2 separate regions of the Rattus norvegicus genome follow, and region 2 is linked to region 1. The links are chromatin contacts, called in public Hi-C maps. All regions are on one chromosome and are shown on one strand. The core of a region is the stretch at or near the end of the contact, and the rest is flanking DNA. Distances in the headings are between cores, read along the strand shown.

The links. A called contact is a pair of places that touch in the nucleus more often than the background predicts.
Region 2: a contact with region 1 is called in a Hi-C map of liver, with 1.9 times the contacts expected there. The contact joins the enhancer-like site here to the promoter of Mmab in region 1. A contact is called at or near these places in 2 of 12 Hi-C or Micro-C datasets (Schwann cells and liver).

The regions. Positions count from the first base shown.
Region 1 is chr12:47,816,833-47,823,812 of GRCr8, reverse strand. It overlaps Mmab (metabolism of cobalamin associated B), which reads right to left and starts at 4,056. Exons shown (of 9, transcript NM_001398937.1): 1 at 3,917-4,056; 2 at 2,733-2,794. The coding sequence starts at 4,032. It overlaps Mvk (mevalonate kinase), which reads left to right and starts at 4,310. Exons shown (of 11, transcript NM_031063.2): 1 at 4,310-4,404; 2 at 5,388-5,479; 3 at 6,391-6,538. The coding sequence starts at 5,402.
Region 2 is chr12:47,952,421-47,959,109 of GRCr8, reverse strand. No RefSeq gene overlaps it. Among named protein-coding and RNA genes, the nearest start is that of Myo1h, 39 kb to the right of the region's middle. Within about 2 kb of position 2,694, at least 3 of the 93 cell types and tissues checked have an H3K27ac peak or open chromatin away from gene starts, as enhancers often do. A contact at or near this core is called in liver, where this site is marked.

The DNA.
Region 1 (6,980 bases), core at 2,807-5,306:
GTTAGCTTAGGAACCACCAACGAAGCCTCTTGTTTAAGAAATAAGGCGCCTGTGGTATCTAACCTCTGCGTGTCCTGGCTCCTGTCATGTGTCTTAGCCAAAGACGCAAAAGCGACCAGGCAGATGCATCTTTGTCACAGTCCCAGCACCCCTCTGTCTTTCCAACCTTCTAAGAAAGATCACCGAGTGCCTTCAGTTACAGAAGTAGTCCTGCTTCCTAACCTCGTCAGATCCAGAACGAAGCTCCCCTTCTCTGACTCCGCCCCTGCGCCGGCCAGCATAAGCCTCACCCTGTCCAGCAGCTATTATGGGATTCCACTGCTGGGCCATAGTGAGCCCAGTGCCCCATCTGTGAGTGACCTGAGGCTGTCCCTGAACCTGTCTGGTGTAGCACTGACACCACCATATGACACCTGTCACTTCTAAGCATTTTCCATCGTTCTGGGAACACACCCATGACAGACAAAACACTTACATTCTGACATTTTGTTTGCATACAGCTCAGTGAGGGTAAGTATGTCCTGTGTGTGTGTGTGTGTACTTGAGTATGAAAGGATATAACCCAAACACAATCACTATTAACGATCTGAAGGGTCTTAAATTTCAGAAAATGGTACCATAGTTGTCTATTTCTCTATCACTATTATATCTGGTATTTAATAAATATTAAGGCAATTAAAAAAAAATAGAAGAAAAGTATGTGAACTCTTGTGTATTTCCCTCTCCCACGAATCAAATCTCTCTCCTGGCTTCCAGAAAAAGATAAAATCTTTCAGGATTAGCAAGGTGGCTCAGTTGGTAAAGACACTTGCTGCCAAGTCTGATGACCCGAGTTAATCCCTGGGAACTAGATGGTGGAAGAAAGAAGCATCTTCTCCAAGCTGTTCTCTGACCTCAAATGCATTGGGATATAGACATGTATGACCCACGCACACGCACACGCACACACGCACGCACACACACACGCACACGCCCACACACGCACACACGCGCACACACGCACACACACGCGCACACACACGCACACGCGCACACGCACACGCGCATACGCACACACACGCACACACACATGCACGCACACATGCACACACACGCACACGCGCACACGCACACACACGCACACACGCACGCACACACACGCACACACACACGCACACACGCGCGCACACGCGCGCACACACACGCACACACGCACACACACACGCACACGCACACACACGCACACACGCACGCGCACACACGCGCGCACACACACGCACATGCGCACGCGCGCACACACACGCACACACACACACGCACGCACACACACAATAAATTGCAATTTTAAAAGTCCCAAAGAGATAACCTCTCAGACAAATCTGAATACACACTCATTATTTTTTTCTTTAGAGAAAAGGTCTCACTATGTGGCCCTGGCTGGCCTAGAAATTGCTATGTAGTCCAGGCATACAAACACACACACACACACACACACGCACACGCACACACACGCACGCACGCATACACACATACTCACTATACATACACAATTTTTTTCTTTTCTTTAGAGATAAGCTCTCACTATGTAGTCCAGGCTGGCCTTAGACTTATTGTGATCCTCCTGCCTCTGCCTCCAGAGTACCAGGACATGTCTGGGCCACCAAGTCTACCGCTACATGTTTTAATCCAAATAGGCTAAAAAGTTCTTTTTACATTTTTTACTTTTTATTTTTTTTTAATATTTATTTATTTAATGCATATGAGCACACTGTTACTGTCTTCAGACACACCAGAAGAGGGCACCAGATCCCATTACAGATGGCTGTGAGCCACCATGGGGTTGCTGGGATTTGAACTCAGGACCTCTGGAAGAGCAGTCAGTGCTCTAACCGCTGAGCCATCTCTCCAGCCCCCTACATTTTTTAAATTTAGGCTGGGTGGTGGTGGCACACCTTTAATCCTGGCACATGGGAGTCAGAGGCAGGCCTGGTCTACTGAATGAGGTTTAAAGACAGGCAGGGCTATGCAGAGAGAGAGGATATGGTGTGTATGTGTGTGTGTGTGTGTGTGTGTGTGTGTGTACGCATGTTGTGTATGTACGTATATGCACATGAGTGCAAGTGTTCACAGAGCTCAGAGACAATGGATCCCTCTAGAGGTGAAGTTATAGGAAGGTTTGAACCACCCACTCTGGGTGCTGGGAAGCACGGAATAGGCTCACCCCTGAATCATCTCTCTCACCCGTGACCCAGAGTCCTTACACTGTCCTGCACTATTTTGTTTTTGTTTTTCTGTTTTTTGGGTTTTTTTTTTGGTTCTTTTTTTCGGAGCTGGGGACCGAACCCAAGGCCTTGCGCTTCCTAGGCAAGCGCTCTACCACTGAGCTAAATCCCCAACCCCCTTGTTTTGTTTTTTTTCCTGCACTGTTTTTAGCTTTTTTTTTGGTTCTGGTGTTGAGCACAGGGCCTTCAGAATACTAGCTGGGCACTCTACCACTTCCAACCCCGAAACGTGTCATTCCCTTCATTCAAGACAGAGTTGTACTATGTAGTGTAGCCCGGAGTTGGATATGTCACCCTAGCTGGTCTTGAACTTGTGACTCTCCTACCTCAGCTCCTGAGTGCTGAGGTTAAAGTGTGCACCATGCCCGGCTTCCTTACAACTTGTTTTGAACACTTAATAGTGCATTTTTCAAGTGGCTTCACATTTACGGTGTAAATTCAGACCGGTCTCGAGGCTGCAACGCGGCCTACCTTTGTCTCCTGTCTTGGTGTAAATCTTGAGGACCTTGGCTGCCTTCGAGGATGGCTGCGGTCTGATGAGAGACAGACACAGAGACATGGTTAAGTGAGGACGGTTTATGGGGTGCGCCTTGGCGAGTGATGCCCAGCTTTCGGCCTGCAACCTCGGTGGCAGCACTTATCCGCCTTCGGGATGGCAATCTCTTGTCAGCCATTTCCCCGCTGTCCCTTCTAGACAGCTTCTTGTCCCTGTCTCTACCCTTACAGTGGGTGCTGTAGTGCATGTCTCAATGAAGATGCTTCACAAATACTGGCTAAAAGGACTATCCAATCACTCCACGTAGCCCACGCTCCACAGTGGACTAAAGTCACTAGCTCCTCGAACTGCTCTTCAGCTTCTCCTTTGAGGAAACTGGAGCCCACAAAGATTCAGCCTCCTAGATCTCCAGGAAGAGACTGGGCTGGGATTCACATCCAAAACTCTTCTACTGTAAACCTGACCTGGACCATTAGCCTCCCCAAACTCTTGCTTCTCGTCTACCCTAACCCCAACCCTCTACCACAAAGTTAGGGCTTCTTGGGGAAAGAAAACCAGGCCACTTGCATTTTCTAAGGTGTTGAGTGTCAAGGCACTGTCAAAATGGAATTTCAAAAATGCTGTTTTCACTTAAAAACTTTTTTTTTTTTGAGGCCTGAGCCTGAACCCTAGCCTTTAGGCAAGCTAGGCAAACAGTGTACCACCAGGCCACATCCCCAGTTCTTGCTCCAGAGCCCTCAGGAGTCTTCCATTTTCAAACAGTGCACAGCTTAGATGTATAGCTTAAAAGTAAAATGTGAATTCTCAAGGTTGTTGGAAAGTCAGAGGACTGGAGCGGAAATGTTGATTATGAGCTCATGGTAATCTGTAAATCCTGATGCAAGTTTCAAAGTGTTACCATGTCTTCCTGGTATCTTAATTGTAATCCAAATAAACTGCCTGGGAGGCTGGACAAAACCCACAAAGACATCCCCTGCCCCGACTGACTCCTGCTGGACTGCCTTAAAACTTGTGCAGGAAATCCTGACCTCTGACGCCATGCTGACCCCGATGACGTCAGGCCACAGAGAACACGTCATCAGTGTGACATGCCCACGGAAACAAAATAACTATTCTCCTCACACCTCGTGTTGAGTTACTCTCCCAGCCTGAAACTCACCTGTCCCCGTCTTCCCCACCCTGAGGGCCAAAGCTCTGGAAACGGGGACACAGCAGCCTGCACCCGCCGAGACGCCCGCGCAGGCCGAGGCGGCCCCCAAAGGTCCACACAGCCATGAGTACGGTAACGCGTCCAGGGCTGACCCAACCAGGCACCCGTCCAGGCCCGCGGAGGACTCCGCCCCGCAGCCGGCCGCGCCACCTCTCAATGGCTGTTTCCTATTGGCCTGTGGCACTCGCACCAGGGCGGGGCAACCCCCGGGACTTGTTTCCCATTGGATGACGATTAGAAAGAGGCGGGGCAATCTCCGTTTGTTTGAAATTCCCATTGGTCAATGTTCGACCCAATCCGTAAAGGGAACCTCGACTCAAGCTCTCTGATTGGCCGGAGGAAGACACGCCTGCCTCCTTGGGGCTCTGCCCTTTGATATGGAGAAGACCGGGAGCTACTGCCGGAGTTTCGGCTCACCTGGGCGCTGGCCGGGGCAGGTGAGAGGCCTGGACTGCGGGTTGGGTGATGTGAGGGTTGGGTCCCGGACACCCTGGGCCGGGCGCCGCGGTCCTCTGTCTTAGTTTTCTCGATCCCAGCGGTCGGCGACCTCAGGTCGGACAGTTCCCGGTAGACTGGGGTCTCGGTGGCTACTGAGTATGCAGTGGGGTGGCCAGTGCAAGGGAGTTCCAGTGAAGCCTTGAACCGGGTGACTTTGCGTTATTTATAACAATGTAAAATGCGTGCACCCATAAATCCAGCAAAAGCACTTGGTGAGACTCTGCCTTGCACAAGTTATTGTTTAAATGTGCAACACGAGGTGTAACAGGTAAGCCCCGCAGCCTTGTGTATAACTGTGACAGGTTGGTTGTGGCCTCATGTCCTGGAAGAATTCTTTCTTTTGCAAGATTTTATGTAAACCTCGCGTTTCCATACCATCAAACGCATAACCGCCCTCATGTTAGGCAAGCATTCCACGACTGAGCCGTGCACTCGGAGGTCATGTCAGTTTCTACCAGCAGCAGGGATAGTCCCGTCATTACCTTGTAGCTCTCTGTGGTATAGATGCTACTTTGCCAGACTGACAGGTCCTGCTGCTTCTGGTCCTTTGAATCAGTCTTCAGTGTTGTCTCTATTAGCTGATTTGTGGGAAACAGATTCATGGCAGTTTTCCTAAGACATGCTGGGGACGGAAGGGCCAGTGTCTGAATCCAGATTTTTTTCCATTGTCCAGCTGACTGGCTCACTGCCCTGTCATCCTGGTACATAGTTCTGGATGGTAGTTCCACGAAGAGACAGAGTTTCTCTATATGGCGCTGGCTGTCCTGTAACTCACACTGTAGACTAGGCTGGCCTCCAACCCCCAAAGAGATCCACCTGCCTCTGCCTCTTGAGTGCTGGGATTAAAGGTGTGGACCTTCCTGGTGTTTGTAGCTAACATCTAGGAAACTTTGTTTTTCCTCTCTGCTGCTTTTTCTTTCAGGAGTCTCAGGAGCCATGTTGTCAGAAGTCCTGCTGGTGTCTGCTCCAGGGAAAGTCATTCTCCATGGAGAACATGCTGTGGTCCATGGCAAGGTAAAAACTCCCCAGAGATGGGCTGGAGAGACAGCTCAGTGGTTAAGAGCACCGACTGCTCTTCCAGAGGTCCTGAGTTCAAGTCCCAGCAACCACGTGGTGGCTCACAATCATCTGTAATGGGATCTGATGCCCTCTTGTGGTGTGTCTGAAGACAGTGACAGTGTACTCACATACATAAGATAAATAAATAAATCATTAAAAAACAAAAACAGGGGGTTGGGGATTTAGCTCAGTGGTAGAGCGCTTGCCTAGCAAGCGCAAGGCCCTGGGTTCGGTCCCCAGCTCCGGGAAAAAAAAAACCTACAGGTTGGGTGGAATCACCCAGGAAGTGAGTGTTGGTGGAGGGGGAAGAGCTTAGAGAACTGGACTCTGGGAACATTGCAGTGTTGAGGAATTGGAAAGATGGTGTGGTAGAAGTGTTGCATACTTGTATTATCTCATTTAAACCTCGGCCCTAACCCAGGTCGGATGTGTAGTCTTCTATTTTGTAGATAAAGCTGAGGCTTAGGAGAGAGTTGGTAACTTGACCAAGCACATTACACCCTCTCCAACCCTCATCCTTTACGGTCTTGTGTGTGTGCGTGCGTGCGGGTGTGTGTGTGTGTCTGTGTCTGTGTCTGTGTGTCTGTCTGTCTGTCTGTCTGTCTGTCTAGGCTAAGAGACAACCTGAGGTCTGTCTGCCTGTCTAGGCTAAGAGACAACCTGAGGTATCATTCCTCAGGAGGCACTGTTTACCTCGGATTTTGAGCCAGCCCTTCTCATAATCTTACATGAGTTTGTTGGGATGGGGGAGGGTAGGCGGCCAGCAACCCCCCCAGGATCCTCCCATCTTTACTTCCAGAACGTATGGCCGCTGGCCCGTGAGCCCCTCACCTTCAGGCTTACCAGTTTTGCCCTTCATTTTGCAGGTAGCTCTGGCGGTGGCCTTGAACTTGAGAACATTTCTCGTGCTGCGACCGCAGAGCAATGGGAAAGTGAGCCTCAATTTACCAAACGTCGGTATTAAGCAGGTCTGGGATGTGGCCACACTTCAGCTGCTGGACACAGGCTTTCTTGGTTAGTACAAAGAGGGGGAGCCTGGTATGACAAGAGCCTGGCCCCTGAAGGAAGTGGGGAAGGGGTGACAGACAGAGTGGTTACTTCAGGCTGCTTGTGGGGAGCCAGAAAACGATGTTGTCCTCCGACCCCAGAAAATTGGCTTCATTCACTTCGTACAGGACTTAATTTTGTTTGTTTGTGATACCAGACCTCACAGAGATCTGCCTGCCTCTTTCTCTCAAGTGCATGCTCCACCACACCTAGCTAGTTTGTTTTAAACATGTAGAACTGTGCCCTGGATCTCTGTGGACTGCTGTGTGTGGATCTTCCAGGCTCACCGTAGAGTAAAAATGTTAAGCTGTTGAGTTAGTTACCCTTCTTGTTGCTATGACAAAGGCAACTTGAGTATGTATTGTGGCTCTCGGTTTGAGCCACATAGTCCATTGGGCTCCTGGCAGGA
Region 2 (6,689 bases), core at 1,445-3,944, 140 kb before region 1:
AGACATTAATAGGAGTGATTTGAGCCCGCGTGATAGAGACTCCTGCCCCTCTGTGGTGTGAAAGAGCAAATTCAGAAACTGAAAACACCCTGTGTATTTTCAGAGGGACCCCCATATTTTGGTTTGGCATTAAGACCTTAGGCACTCTGTTTATGACTGCATTCCAGGGGTCTTTTGTCAGTGCGTAGGTCGAAGATGAGCAGCTAGAGTCTGGAGAAGCGCTGGCAGGGGGAGCTCGTGTGGGGTTGTAGAGCGCTGATAAGCAAGCTTGCACACCCCCCCCCCCGTGTTCAGCCAGTGCTCACGGAGAGGACTGTGGGGCATTAACTGAGACTGGGCACTCCACTGAGGGACATTCACTCAGGAGATAGTAGCAGGCTAGTCTTCCCTTCATTGGAGAAAGCACATCTCCCTCACCCATTGTATTCAGAACAGAATGTCTGCTCCTGCAAACTGAGGCCATGGGGCAGCCAGAGTCAGCTCTCTGCTAACCTCTCTCCCTTCTCTCGGCTCCTGACACCCCTGGTCTAGCTATACTGGCTGAGGGCTGTCAGCTTTTCCCCCTGGACCCTTCACCCTGAAGCTCACTTCCTGCGGGATGACTGAAGCTTTCTCCTTCAAACTTCTGCACAGATGTCCACTCCTCAAAGTTTCCCAACTGCACACAAGCTCCCTGTCAGCAGAGCACACACCTGACATTTGTTGGGTCACACACCCCAACCTGGAGTCGGTGCCTGGGGGCCAGAGTGTGTTGTACCCTCAATCCCTCACATACGATCCTGTCCCTTCTTTCAGACGTATATCGGGACGCTGCTCGTGTCTGTGAATCCGTACCAGGAGCTGGGAATCTATACCTCCAGCCAGATGGAGCTTTATCAAGGGGTCAATTTCTTCGAACTACCACCACATGTGTGAGTAGCTTTCCCAGGGTTGGGTCTGGGCCCAGTTTCCTTTCTTCTCTTCTCTTTTTTCTTTTTCTTTTTCTTTTTTTTTTTCCGGAGCTGAGGACCAAACCCAGGGCCTTGCGCTTGCTAAATCCCAACCCCTTTCTTCTCATTCTATATTTTATCCTTCTCTCTTCCTTCATATCCTCCCATCTGTCCATCCACCCACCCATCTGTCCATCCACCCATCCATCCACCCACCCATCTGTCCATCCATCCATCCACCTATCCACCCATCCATCCACCCATCCATCCATCTATCCACCCAACCATCTGTCCATCCATCCATTCATCCATCCATCTATCCGTCCATCTGTCCATCCATCCATCTGTCCGTCCATCCATCCATCCGTCCATCCATCCATCCATCCACCTACCTATCCATCTATCCGTCCACCCATCCATCCATCCACCCATCCATCCACCCACCCATCCACCCACCCACCCATCCGTTCATCCGTCCACCCATCCGTCCATCCGTCCACCCACCCGTCCATCCATCCACCTATTCATCCACCCACCCATCCACCCACCCATCCACCTACCTATCCATCCACCCATCCACCTACCTATCCATCCATCCACCTACCCACCCATCCATCCACCCACCCACCCATCCATCCACCCACCCACCCATCCGTCCATCCGTCCATCCATCCACCTATCCATCCACCCACCCGTCCACCCACCCATCCATCCACCCATCCATCCATCCATCCATCCATCCATCCATCCATCCATCCATCCATCCATCCATCCACCTACCTATCCATCCATCCGTCCACCCATCCATCCACCCACCCATCCACCCACCCATCCACCCACCCACCTATCCACACATCTTTACTCCCATCCCCCCGGGGATTTCCATCCTCCATTATGGATTTCCTTAGATCCTGACTTTTGCAGAAAATGTTGGCGGGTCACTTTTGCATCTCAGCTTAAGTGGGCAAGAGGAGGGCTCTTTGTGCAAGCTGGGAAATGTATGTGACTAGCGAGCAATCTCCTCTGGGATGCGGCTGCTGTGGTGCCACCTACTGGTGCCAGCGCGCCACTGCAGCCAGGACCCTGAGCGATTCCTTGCCTAGTCTGCAGACTGTGCTTATTTTTGCTGAGCCTCGAGCTTTTGCTGAGGCTTATGGGTCTGTTCTCTCCTCATCTGTCTTCCTGTACGCTGTGCTTTTGCCGAGCCTCGTGCTTCGGTCGGCTGTGGACTTGTGGCTCTCTTCTGCCCTATCTGTCTCGGAGGCTAAGCCATTCCTCTTAAGGTATGCATAGATTTTGTTTCTCTTGGGGACTGTGCGTTGTTCCACCACCGAGCCCTGAGCTCACCAGCTCTCAGGCGAGTGCTGTGTTTGTATTTGGGAATAAAATGCTTCTGGTAGCTTCACCTCATGTGACAGGAGGTCAGGGTTTCTAAGCGTTGGTTTGGCCTGTACCCCAGGTGTTCAGAGAAGGGAAAACAGTATTTTATCCTATTCGTGGAGCTGTTGAATACTCAGACGAGATACTGTATCTGTCTACACTGAGTAGACCGTCCCACAAGGGTGTAAGTTAGCATCTGGTGTATTCCCAGAAGGAATGTAATTGTATTTAAAAGAAATTTGGAGGAACTGTATTGTAGCTTGGTGGCACACTGTGTTTGAGATGCACAAAGCCTTAGGATTCAATCTCTAGGAGCAAATCAACTAGGTTGTCTCAGTTACTTTTCTGTCGCTGCGGTCAAGTACAAAGGTGGCTTTAGGGAAGAACGGGTCCATCCTGGCTGACGCCTGAAGGGCAGAGTTCACCATGGTGGGGAATTAAGAAGGTAGCTGTACCCACAGAGAGCGCTGAAGGTTCACTGCTGCTCTGTTCTCTGTTTCCAGTCACACAGTTCAGATCCTGGGCAGGGAACAGTGCCTGTGGTCGGCAGACCTTCTCCTCGCCTCAGTCATCCACAGGGAGACCCCACCTCCCATGTGGTTCCAGAGTCCGTCAAGTTCCACCAACCATCACATGGGTAGATTTGGGAAACGCGTCGTTTGCTTTTTACCTTGTGTTGTCTCTCGGTCGCAGGCCACTCGGGTGATCCCAGCAGAGGAGCTTTTTCTGAGTCTTAGATGCCGCTTCCCAGAGGCAGGGGATTTTTGTCTCTTCGGGTATTAGAATCAGGGGGAGCCAATCAGCGCAGAGAACCAACACGCTTCTGTCCGCTCCTTCCCCAGCTACGCCATCGCCGACAACGCTTACCGCATGATGTGCTCAGAGCTCAACAACCACTTTATCCTCATCTCTGGAGAGAGCGGAGCTGGGAAGACAGAGGCCTCCAAGAAGATCCTCCAGTACTTGGCAGTGACCTGTCCCATGACGGAGTCGCTCCAAATAGCCCGGGACAGGTTGCTGCTCTCCATCCCAGTCCTGGAGGTGAGTGGCCTCCAGGAAGCTCCCAAGCAAAAACAGTCCCCTGCCCGGGTATGGCAGCAAAAGCTGGCATGTGATTACCGAGGACAGGGGCTTCACGGGCATTGCCACGGCGAGGGATATGACCGCGGAGGCAGGCTTGGATGTGATCCAGCAGGCTTCAGCAAAGCCCTTGGATGCAGAGCCTGTGTCCCCAGCTAGGGAATGTGTCTGTTCTGAGTACTGGACCCTCCAGAGTTCTTGGAGGTCCAGTGGGATGAGCGGCAAAACCACGTGGGATGAGTAAAGTACAAGGCACACGTGACTTACTTCCCTCGAGTCAGAATCACCTGGGTCATCGACCTTTGTACTGTGACCAATTTACTGGCTGACACAGAATAAGTCACTGTCTCCTGGGTGACCGACCCAACTGTAAGAGATGTCTGGGGTAAGGGGGGTTGCAACTGGCCCTTAGGTGTGAGGAGGGGTGGGGGGACAGACTGTGAGTCACAGGGCAGCAGCGAGGATCATTTCTAATCGATCTCTTCAGAGATTCTCCCCTGCTTTTCCCATGTCCAAATACAGCATTAGAATTCTTTAAGATGGGGCTGGGGATTTAGCTCAGTGGTAGAGCGCTTACCTAGGAAGCACAAGGCCCTGGGTTCGGTCCCCAGCTCTGAAAAAAAGAACCAAAAAAAAAAAAAGAATTCTTTAAGATTTATTTTATTTATATTTATTTATATTATGTATATGAGTACACCATCGCTGTCTTCAGACCCACCAGAAGAGGGTGTCGGATCCCACTACAGATGGTTGTGAGCCACCGTGTGGTTGCTGGGATTTGAACTCAGGACCTCTGGAAGAGCAGTCAGTGCTCTTAACTGCTGAGCCGTCTGGCATTAGAACTTTATCTTCGGGACTTAATGTCTTTTTTTTTTTAGAAGACAAAGTGTGTTTTCCCTCCCTGTCTCCCCCTACTGTCCCCCACGAGCATGTCATTTGGGGGCAGGGGCTCTCCAGGCATAGTGAGCCAGTGTGACTCTGTGTGACATTTGCATTCAAAGGCTTTCGGAAATGCCAAGACCCTCCGCAATGACAACTCCAGCAGATTTGGAAAATACATGGACATACAGTTCGACTTCCAGGTACACTGATATTTCTGTACATGCTCCGGGGATGCCCTGTCAAGGCAACCCTCAGGAGAATGGCATTGTTAGCCCAAACAGTGGGAAAATGCATGTCAGGATAACTTGTGTGTATGTGTGTGTACGCGCACGCGCATATGGCTGAATTCATGGGCATGTAGCATGACACCCACGTGGAGGTCAAAGGACAATTTCTGGTGTCCCCTCTTTCCACCTTGAGACATGGTCTCCTTTCAGGCACTGTGTGTGTGCCAGGCTAGCTCACCTGTGAGCTTCTTGGGAATCTCTACTTCCCGTCTTGTTGTAAGAGGGCTGGCATTACAGATGTGTACTGAGGATCCCAGCCCAGGCCCTTACATTGTAGAGCAAGCGCTTTACCTCTGAGCCATCTCCCCACCCCGTGCCATCCCCTGTGATCATTTCAGCACCTGAGAGAATTACCATAGTTCTGCCTCTTGATGGGCAAGAACGACATCTGAGAGCACCGGGTGTGGGTGGAGACGTGGGTGACTGGAAACACACACACACACACACACACACACACACACACACGGCCCCGCTGGGGTTCCATTAGGAAATGACCATTGCTCTAACGCAGGCTCTTGTGTACTAAGGCTGTTGTCATGTAATCAAGGGCTGAATGCTAGAGCACACAATCCCAAAACTCAGGAGGCTGAGGCAGGAGGATAGCCATGGATTTGAGGCCAGCCTGGGCTACAGCGTCAGGTGTCAGCCCATTCACAGAGGTATACAACGGACACACAAACACACTTCCAGCAGCCCTGCTCAGAAGACTGGGCTCACCAGGCAGCCTAGAGAGGGCTCCCTATCCACTCATAGAATGGCTAACCCGGGGTGTGTTCACACAGTGAGGTGACACAGGTGTTCCACAGCAAAGCACCACACCGGTGGGCCCTGGGGTGTATTGACGGCCATTTATAAAGCTTGCAAACAAACACCAAGTACACAGTGCGTTGTGCAGATCTTCGGCCTGGGTGAAGGGACCCTCGGCCTCCTCAGGTTGGACAGGGCAGGGAATACCTTCTGCTCAGTGAGCCAGACAGCCTCAATTAAAATACCATCTGTTGTAGCATGAAGGTAGCCATGAACGGTATGGGGAGGAAGGAAGGGAGGGAGGGAGGGAGGGAGGAAGGAAGGAAGGAAGGGAGGGAGGGGTGCTGCATTCGGAATTAACGTGTATCTGTTACATGTGAGGACGTATTTTTACAGACGTATATTCCAAGTGGCAAAGTGACAGACTGGAGGTCAGCAGGTATCTGAGGCCACATTGCAGCAGTGAGGTCTGGCTGGCTTCGGGGCCTCCCAGAAGCTGGTCCGTGAGCTGATAATCACATGTACATGGACTTGGAAAGAGGGTTCAGAACCCTGCAAGGTCTCAGACTTCTTTTTGTTTGTTTGTTTGTTTGTTTTTTAAAACATTTTAAAAAGATTTATTTATTTTATGAGCACACTGTAGCTGTCTTCAGACACCAGAAGAGGGCGCCAGATCCCATCACAGATGGGTGTGAGCCACCATGTGGCTGCTGGGAATTGAACTCAGGACCTCTGGAAGAACAGTCAGCGCTCTAACCACTGAGCCATCTCTCCAGCCCTCGGACTATTTCTTTTTTTTTTTTTTTTTTTAAATCAGAGCTTAACCTATAGGCCCAAAAGGCCAGTCCAGTGAATCCTGCATCTATGCCCATCTGTAGGGAGTCACCACTCAGAGCAAGATGTAGGAATTCTAGCAGCCAGAAATTGGTGCAACAGGATCTGGGTTCCAAGGGTTATCTCGAGGCTGGTTGCTGCGATCACAGCTTCATGTGGCTGAGTCTCGAGGCAGGTGTCACTCGTATCCCAGTGTGACTGTGGAGGTCAGAGGACAGCTTGCGGGAGTCAGTTCTCTCTACCATGTGGGTTGTGGGAATCTTGCTTCGTGACGAGAGCCTTCACCTGCTGAGCCATCTCCCTGGCGTGGGGTCTCTCTGGTCTCCATGCGGGACAGTGGCCTCTTCCTTTCCTCTTTACATCCACACAGCCTTGACTGCTGTTGTCAATAATGTCCTCAGTGAGGACGTTTACTCCAGAACGACAGAGGACTCTTGCAAGACGATGAGAACCTAATTTAAAGTGGGCAAAACGAATTCCAAGAGGCTGCAGAGCAAACTTCCACGAAAGGTCCCAGAGTTACAGACAGGAATCTTAGGAAAGAAGCCAC